Regions from separate parts of the Mus musculus genome. Here region 1 is linked to region 2. Evidence: chromatin contacts called from public Hi-C data. All regions are on one chromosome and are shown on one strand. The core of a region is the stretch at or near the end of the contact, and the rest is flanking DNA. Distances in the headings are between cores, read along the strand shown. Region 1 has its middle 21 kb from the start of 9630028H03Rik. Region 2 overlaps Plcb1 (phospholipase C, beta 1).

Region 1 (4,004 bases), core at 1,074-3,573, 200 kb after region 2:
GATGCTGATGCAACCTCTGTAGAAGGCACTTATAATGAAACCTGACAACAGTGTACTGAGAAACATAGTCTTTGTCTGGCCACACCCCAACAACTGTGTGTGAGGGCTCCTGAGGCTACTCTCATCACTGTTCTGAAAGAAGGAGAAGGAAACCCTCTCAGACACACTGTTTCCTTCAGGAAATAAGGGACAAAGGGGCTTCCCTGAGGACACTTGGGAAAGTGGTATTTCCTCATGCCGGAGGACATAGTGAGGTGATTTTTTTTTCCAAAACACTGGGTTAAAGTGAACTGATGAACTGTGTATCGCCTTCCGTGTGTTCTCTGTCTGTCATTCATTTGTCTCTCTCTGTCTCTGTCTCTCTGTCTCTCTCTTTGTCTGTGTCTCTCCTTCCCCCCTGCCCCCCATCTCTGTCTCCTAGACAAGGTACAGCAAATTTCAGGCTGGACTAAAATCTACTATGTAGCCAAGAATGTCTTTCAAACTTCTTCCTGTCTCTACTTCTAAGGCAGCGTTTGCTATCCTGGCCAGTACATATGATGATGGAGGTGGAACCAGAACTTTTTGCATGCTAGGCTGCTTTATCTCTTGGCCAACCTCATAGCCTTGCCTTTCCACCTTGGTTATCTCTCTTGCTCTCCCTCCCCCTCTCTCCTCATATAAACCAGCTCAGTCAGGTTCTGTTCACTTTGGACACTCCCAGATGCCTCTGGCTATGTTCTTTCTTGTATCTACATCAAACCTCCTGCCCCACCATACCTAGGAGCTGTCATGTCTTCCTTTTGATTTCTTTCTTTCTTTTTTTTTTTTTCATTCAGGAACAACTTGACAACTCAATCATACCAATAATTTGCTCTCAGAGCAAGAACTTGGGATCCCTGTTTGTCTGTACACAAATCAAAAACTTTCCAAGAACTCTGTCATCTCTTGTCAACACTGCAGAGGATGTGGAATGGACGGTAATTTTTTCTTTTAAATTCTATTCTTCACATGTGATAGACATAGTGATCAGACATACAGTGGGCGCCTATCTAGATGGTAAAATAAAATTGTTACATTCAGAGTCCTGTACTGTGAGTTCTCAGGCTTTGTTTCAGAACCACAAGGGTGCTTAGAGGATTTTGTCTTCTGCTTACACAATGTGAAAAACCATTCTGCAACCCTAGCCTGGTGAGAGCAGAAAACAGATGAGAGGAAAATTGAGTCAAAAAGAAGAAAGGGTTTTCTTAAAAAGAAAAAAAAAGCAACATGCTGCCTCCTGTTGATTCTGACTTAAGCATCCTGCTTAATCTGCATGGTGGTAAAAGCCATTTCCAGGTTTTGTGCAGCCTGAAAGCAGGCCACCTTCCCAGCACCAAGTCATCTAAGGTGATTACAAAAGAGTCATAATCTGCACGTCTGAAAGCCACTTGACACTTAAGGATGTTTCCCTGCCTGGTAATGGCAGTGGTTCACTGGGAGCACTTGGTGTGCCCCCTCTTCACTGTGGATGTCTGCCAGGGCAGCTTCAGCATCTGGCCTCTGCTTAAGTAATCAACTAATCAACAGGAGCGATAAGACCGGGGCTGCATCGTCGTTATTTCCTTAGTACTTGGTGTTCAGGAAAAAGCACCCTCGCCTCACGGGTGTGTCCAGAACAGGAACATGATGGAAATCCAACATGGGAAGGAAGGGAGCCACTTTAGGAATGTCCACTGAATGCCATGACAAGTTAGGGAGGCTTGGATGAGAATCCCAAAGCTTCTTTGAAACTTTTTAAAGCCAAAGCTAGGAGCTATCTACCTCCTTACCAACAGTGTAAGGAGGAATATAATGCTACTATGTTACCATGTCATATACAATGATGTCTCAATGACCAGCTGCTGGTGCTGCTGTGAGCCAGTGAGGTTACTGTGACCAGTGTCGGTACAGCCACGTTAGTTTGTATAAGTATACTCTGTGATGCTTACACAATGACAAAATCAGCTAAGCACACGTTTTGTTGAACATTGCTCAGTCACTATACAGTGAGTGATATGAATTGTATACACAAGCGTTACAGCAAAGAAGCCAGACCCTCTGAATCGCGATGCTGCGGAACAAGAATGTCAATGTTTCATACCATGTGGAAGTTGGGGTGGACACTGGTATTAGCAGTACCCACCCCCATCCCTACTCTCACAAGTTTTCCTTGCCAGCTTGCTGTGGGGATTTCTGGCTAGACTGCTGCTCCCATGGTCGGGAATTGCCTTGCCTAAATTCACTGACTCTTCTGCAAGCAGCTCAGAGTCAGTGACAGGCCTGTGTGAAGACACAGCCTTGGCTCAACCTCAAGTGATGCAACTCAGTGGGATGAGTCATGCTCCAGTGTGCTCTTCGATTCAAGCCTCAGCCAGACATTACCAAAGCCGTAGTCTTGCCCAGCTCACAGCCTCCTTCTGCTTTCTCTAAAGACACACACACACACACACACACACACACACACACACACACACACACAATAAGACAAGCATTCTCAAATACTTACCTCAGGGTTCTGCCTGTAGGGAACCAAACAGGATGTTACTGACTTCAGAGAAGAAAAAAATAGTACTAATCTAAATCTCTCCTGGTTTTGGACAGCCCAGTACATAAAAGTTTGTTCTGTTTCGTAATCAATATCTAGTATTAAAAATTCAAAGAAAGGTTTCCTATTCTAATCAAATTCATGAATCCCCGTGTTTCCCCTACTAATTGGAGTCTGCAATTTCCAGTCATTTCCCTATTAAATTATTAACTGATTAAGTCACTTACTTGGCGTTTGCTGTAGTATGTGTGGAGAATGTTAGAAGATGGGACTCGTGAGAACCAGCATCCCATTGCTATAACAAAATACCCAAGACAATTACCTTTAAGTACGGAAACATTTACTTTTGCTCAGTGTTTTGGAGTTTTCATCCTGTGGTCAACCGACCTTGTGGCTTTTGAAAGCTTGACAAGATAAAACAAAGTCCGGAGTGGGGAATGTTACGGAATGAGCTGTTCACCTAATCATTGCCAGGGAGCAAAGAGGCCTAAGAACATGGGGTCCCAATGTCTTTTCGAGGGAACACCCCAGTAACCTACTAGGTCCAATCTTTTAAAGGTTCTACTACCTTCCAACAGCACCACAGATTGGTGCATAAGCCTTTCAACACATATGACTTGGGGGATGCTTAGCCAAGTCAGAGTGGGCATCATGGGAAGGCAGGATAGACATATGCTGCATGTCCCTGAAAAACCAGTTTGTCTCAAAGATTTTAGAGGTTAAAGCAACTAGTTTTAGTTTAAGCTAAAAGTCAGTATTATTAGCATTCTGTCTAAACTTCACCCCACAGTTACCTGGCTACTGCCAGGTAGGCCGACCCACTATAAAGGGGGCTGCTTGCCCCCTCCTCCCTCTCTTAGATTTCTTGCATCTCTATTGCTTCTCTCTTGCCCACTTGGGCTCTTCCCTTCTCCCCTCCCTTCCCCATACACTTCCCCATCTCTTCATGTGTTTATGGCCAGCCTCTATTTCTCTACTCTCTCCCTCTTTCTGTCTTTCTCTGCCTCTTAACTTCCCTCCCATGCCCTAAATAAACTCTATTCTATATTATACCATCATGTGGCTGGTCCCTCGGGGTAAGGGGTGCCTTGGCATGGGCCTGCTCCACACATCCATAGAACATGTTCCCCTCTGTCACTTTATCTTTTTATAAACACATCAAGTATGTTATGGAATTGCATCTAAATTTCATGAGTCTCTAAGATAAAACAAGAGAGGGCTTTATCTGAGACTCGAGACTTTATCTGGCTTTGATTCTTTGGGGAAAAGCCTTGGGCAAGCGCACACACACACACACACACACACACACACACACACCAAAAATGAAAAACAAACAAAAACCAACAACAAAAACAAGATGTGTTCCTTCCAAATCCAAATCCTGGCAGTAAAAGATCTGCAAGGGAGAGGGACACAACCAACCCCACTTTGTAGGCAGAGGCCCTAAGGGGTTGCTTCC
Region 2 (3,810 bases), core at 74-2,573:
GTATGTGTGAGTGGTGTGGTGATGGTGGTAGTAATGGTGTGTGTGTGTGTGTGTGTGTGTGTGTGTGTGTGTGTTTTTGTGTTTCTCTTAACAGACAGAAGCCATCCTGAGAGCAAGTTGAGCTTCATGCATCCTCTGTAATCACTCACTTCCAAGAAGTGGCATGCATTTGAGCCATCTAGTTGAGTCAGTTAATAAAACAGGAGGGGGATAACATAAAACATGAGAGTGTGACTCTGTGCCCGTTTTCTTCTCTGTCATAGTGGAACATGGAATTGGTGAAATACAGATCTTCTCACTGATGGGCAAGGCTGCTTTTTCAGAGAATATGTTTTATAAATACAAATCCTTCTTCATTTGTATCAACCATGCATTCACTGATCCTCTACTCCTATGAAATCAATAATAGGAGAGAGTGAACCATAACAGGACACGGCATTTCCAAATGATTATTATCTACCACATGCAAACACTTTCAGGGCTTCTGAACTGAGCTTATTGCTTCTGGGAATAAAAGAGAATTTGCCATTTTAACATCTTGATTTTTAAGTGATACTCAAAAAATAATTTGGCTTACAGGAAACAGTTAAAAATATTACAGACTCTGTGATGCAAACTCTCCTTTCCCGCTAAAGTCAGCAAGAACACAGTAAGCTTTCAAAACAAGTTAGTCTTCTGTAAGCTTGGCCTGCCTTGCACCAGGGTCTATTGATTGTCCTAGATTTGCACCCAGGGTCCCACAGTGAGAGCACTTGCTCATCATGTCTCCACGATCACCTTCCTTCTGTAACAGCTCCCAACTCTCTCTTGTTTCTCATACCCCTGATATTTTATTATTTTTCAAAATGTCCCTTGCTTCCTTTGAGCTGCCTCAATGTTTTCTTGTCATTAATCTGGGCTTCTGTTTTGATGCTGTGCCCTTCTTAATGCATCTTGGTGGGGACAGGTAATGTTGCCATGTCCCAACCCTAGGTCAAAATGGCTTCCCTCTGAAAGTTTTGCTTCCCACTCCTCTGTGTAGAAGCATTTTGAGGGTGTGTAATACCTGTTACACCTCACACTTGGCACAGTGATCATGAAGTTGATTGGTCTTTGGTCAGCATTCACTCTTTAATCATGTCATTCCTGATCTTGCCAGAAGGTGGCAGTAGTATTGCTGAGATTGAATTTCTTGTTTTGGTTCAAGTAGAGGGATGTCTCCCTATCTATGGAGAATGCCCGTAGTTACTCATCAGCATAGCATTGAATCCAAGTTACAAACTAAAGAGGTTTTACTGTAATTATGTTGTAAACAACTTTCTACAACTTTTTAGCCATCTCTCTAAAGAGACTTAGAATTTGGGGGCACAGGGGCAGGACCCCCCCAGTCCTGGAGATGAAACCCAGATGGCCAAGTGCTCTTCTACCCCGGGGCTGCACCTCCATCCACAAACATGCTTGGAAAATGAGATAGAAATTTGGAAGATAAAGAAGGCCATCTCTTTGATCTTTTTGGTTGCAGGGTCTGTGAAGGCACCTGCCAAAACAGAAGATCTGATCCAGAGCGTGTTAACAGGTGAGCATAAACCATTTTTCCTCATGGAATTTGCCACATGAACATTGCACAGTAAGTGTACAGAGGGGAGAAGAAACCCGGCCTTGGATTACACCTAGTCAGGGACAGTTTCCAGAAGATGTCACGGCTCCTGGCAGTCCTCTGCCTTTTCCCTGGTGTTTACCATGACTGAAACGTGTCAGCTTTGCAAGAATGTGCAGGGCTGCAGATTGGGGATATGTAAACTTTATCCACACAGCTATATTTCACCAAAAATACATAAATCATTCCTAGAAATTATGAAGAACTTACAAGGCAACAAAGCACGTTTTTAAAGGGCTTCCATGGGAAGCAATACAATGCTGATGAAGAAAACAAGATACTGAAATGTTATCTAAAAATCTGCAAGTGTATACACACAGGGTCTGCACCGCACCCTATCTGTGGCTATCTCTGAACAGTTCACCCATTAGTGATATGTGTCTTTATGCAGATGAGCATTACTTTTTACATTTGGGGATATTCCCAAGGGATAGTCTTTTACCCGGAGGCTTTTTCAAAGACAGGTTAGACTGTCTTTTTCTTAGAGGGTTGGAGCACGGGGAGTTCTGTTTCTAGACTGTTTGTGGCTCATGTTCTAGGTTCTCATGAGGTGGAATCGGCTACCAGAAAATGCAGAAGTTTCTCAGGATTATAAATTCTTAATGCAGCCATTATTACGCAACTGTCTGAAGTCAGTTTGAACCTGAGGGAAACTGTTAAATAAATGTATCTAGTTCTCTCCACAACTTCTTCCTTCAATAAGAAGAAAAAGTAGTTGTCAGGACAGACACACAGTAAGAGAAGGAAGCACTGTTTAAAGGCCTTGGTGTTTAGCAACAGAAATTACCATTCCAGCTTCCCTGTTTATGCACAGCCCGTTTCTATCCAGGTTTGCTATGGTTTCTGATATATATTATTTCTGAACCTCTTGACAGTTCCAAATATTTATGGTATCTTTTGTGGTGTTGTTCCTAAAACAGAAAGTTCAAATCAAGAAATGGAAACATGTGAACTCTGACTTAGCTGGGTCCAAATAAATGATAATTCATTGAAGTTGAGACACCATACATTGAAAGGCTCCCCAAAACCCCATTCTTGTAATTCTAGAGAAAGCAATAGAGAAGCTAGTGTGGGATCTTGACTTCAGAAGTGAGAACTCATTTTACAAATGCTTATTATAGAAGTGATGGAGTGTGCCTATGTAGTGATTTAAGATCAGACTTTGTCACATTGACCATTTTTTTCCTCAACATTGGATAAAACACTACAGTCATACAGGTGGCCCTAGCCCTGCTGGAGCCTTTGTGAAAGTTAGATTAAAGGACACTTTCTTGGCACACCTGACTGTCATATCCCCTGATATGTAGGGAGAAACCTACGGTGTGTCCCTTGTCAGTGCATCCCCTGAATGACGCTGAACCTGTGTGATCATTTGCTAAGTCGCTTTAGCAGTGGCTGTCAACTCGTGGGTCATGACTCCTCCAGCAAACCTCCATTTCTAGAAATATTTACATTATGATTCATGACAGTAGCAGAATTATAGTTATGAAGTAGCAGCAAAAAACAATTTATGGTTGGGGATTACCACAACATGAAAAATTAAAGGTCCACATCATTAGGAAGGTTGAGAACCACTGATCTAAGGCATGGTACCAAAAACAACAAAACACTTTCCATGATTTTTATTTTATTTAACCATCAGACCAGCCTTTAGTAGAAATGCCATCATCCCTAAGAAGGATGAAGTTGGGGCCTGCTCCATTTTCCTCTGATGTGATATGTTCTGTTCCCGGGCATAGTGAGGCTAGGTTATTAACTCTGCTTCTCTGCAGAATTTTCCTCTATATAAAGGGAAATCTTCTTTTGATCATCCCAAATTCACAAGAAGCTGGCCTTCATGGGGAGACCAGACCCGGTGTGCCATGCACACCTTGGGTTCTCGTAGGATTGTTCAGAAGTCATACTGAAATTGATGTGCGTGCTTTTGCTTGGTTGTTTCCACTGCTGATCTACTTTCCCTCTCCTCAGCTCACAAGGAGCCACAGGCACACAAATCCCCATTCTAGACTCTCCTTCTGGGAAAACCAAACTTAAAGCCCCAAAGAAGGAACTCGCTCTCTGCAATGTTTTGTTAGCACAGTCGTTAGCTAGTGGCCAGAGCAGTTTACTGACAGTTCTGACATCTAGGCTGTGCTCTTCAGCCACTCTTGGAAGGAATAAGCTGTTCCTCTCTG

Evidence for each region. Hi-C and Micro-C count contacts between places; a contact is called where the count stands out from the background.
Region 1: a contact with region 2 is called in a Hi-C map of the N1E-115 cell line, with 2.6 times the contacts expected there. The contact joins two enhancer-like sites. A contact is called at or near these places in 3 of 484 Hi-C or Micro-C datasets (the N1E-115 cell line, myocytes and nephron progenitors).

What each region holds. Positions count from the first base shown.
Region 1 is chr2:135,560,383-135,564,386 of GRCm38.p6, forward strand. No RefSeq gene overlaps it. Among named protein-coding and RNA genes, the nearest start is that of 9630028H03Rik, 21 kb to the right of the region's middle. Within about 2 kb of position 2,324, at least 104 of the 459 cell types and tissues checked have an H3K27ac peak or open chromatin away from gene starts, as enhancers often do. A contact at or near this core is called in the N1E-115 cell line, where this site is marked.
Region 2 is chr2:135,360,883-135,364,692 of GRCm38.p6, forward strand. Plcb1 (phospholipase C, beta 1) reads left to right here. Exons shown (of 32, transcript NM_001145830.1): 25 at 1,502-1,555. Among named protein-coding and RNA genes, the nearest start is that of 4930545L23Rik, 150 kb to the left of the region's middle. Within about 2 kb of position 1,324, at least 2 of the 459 cell types and tissues checked have an H3K27ac peak or open chromatin away from gene starts, as enhancers often do. A contact at or near this core is called in the N1E-115 cell line, where this site is marked.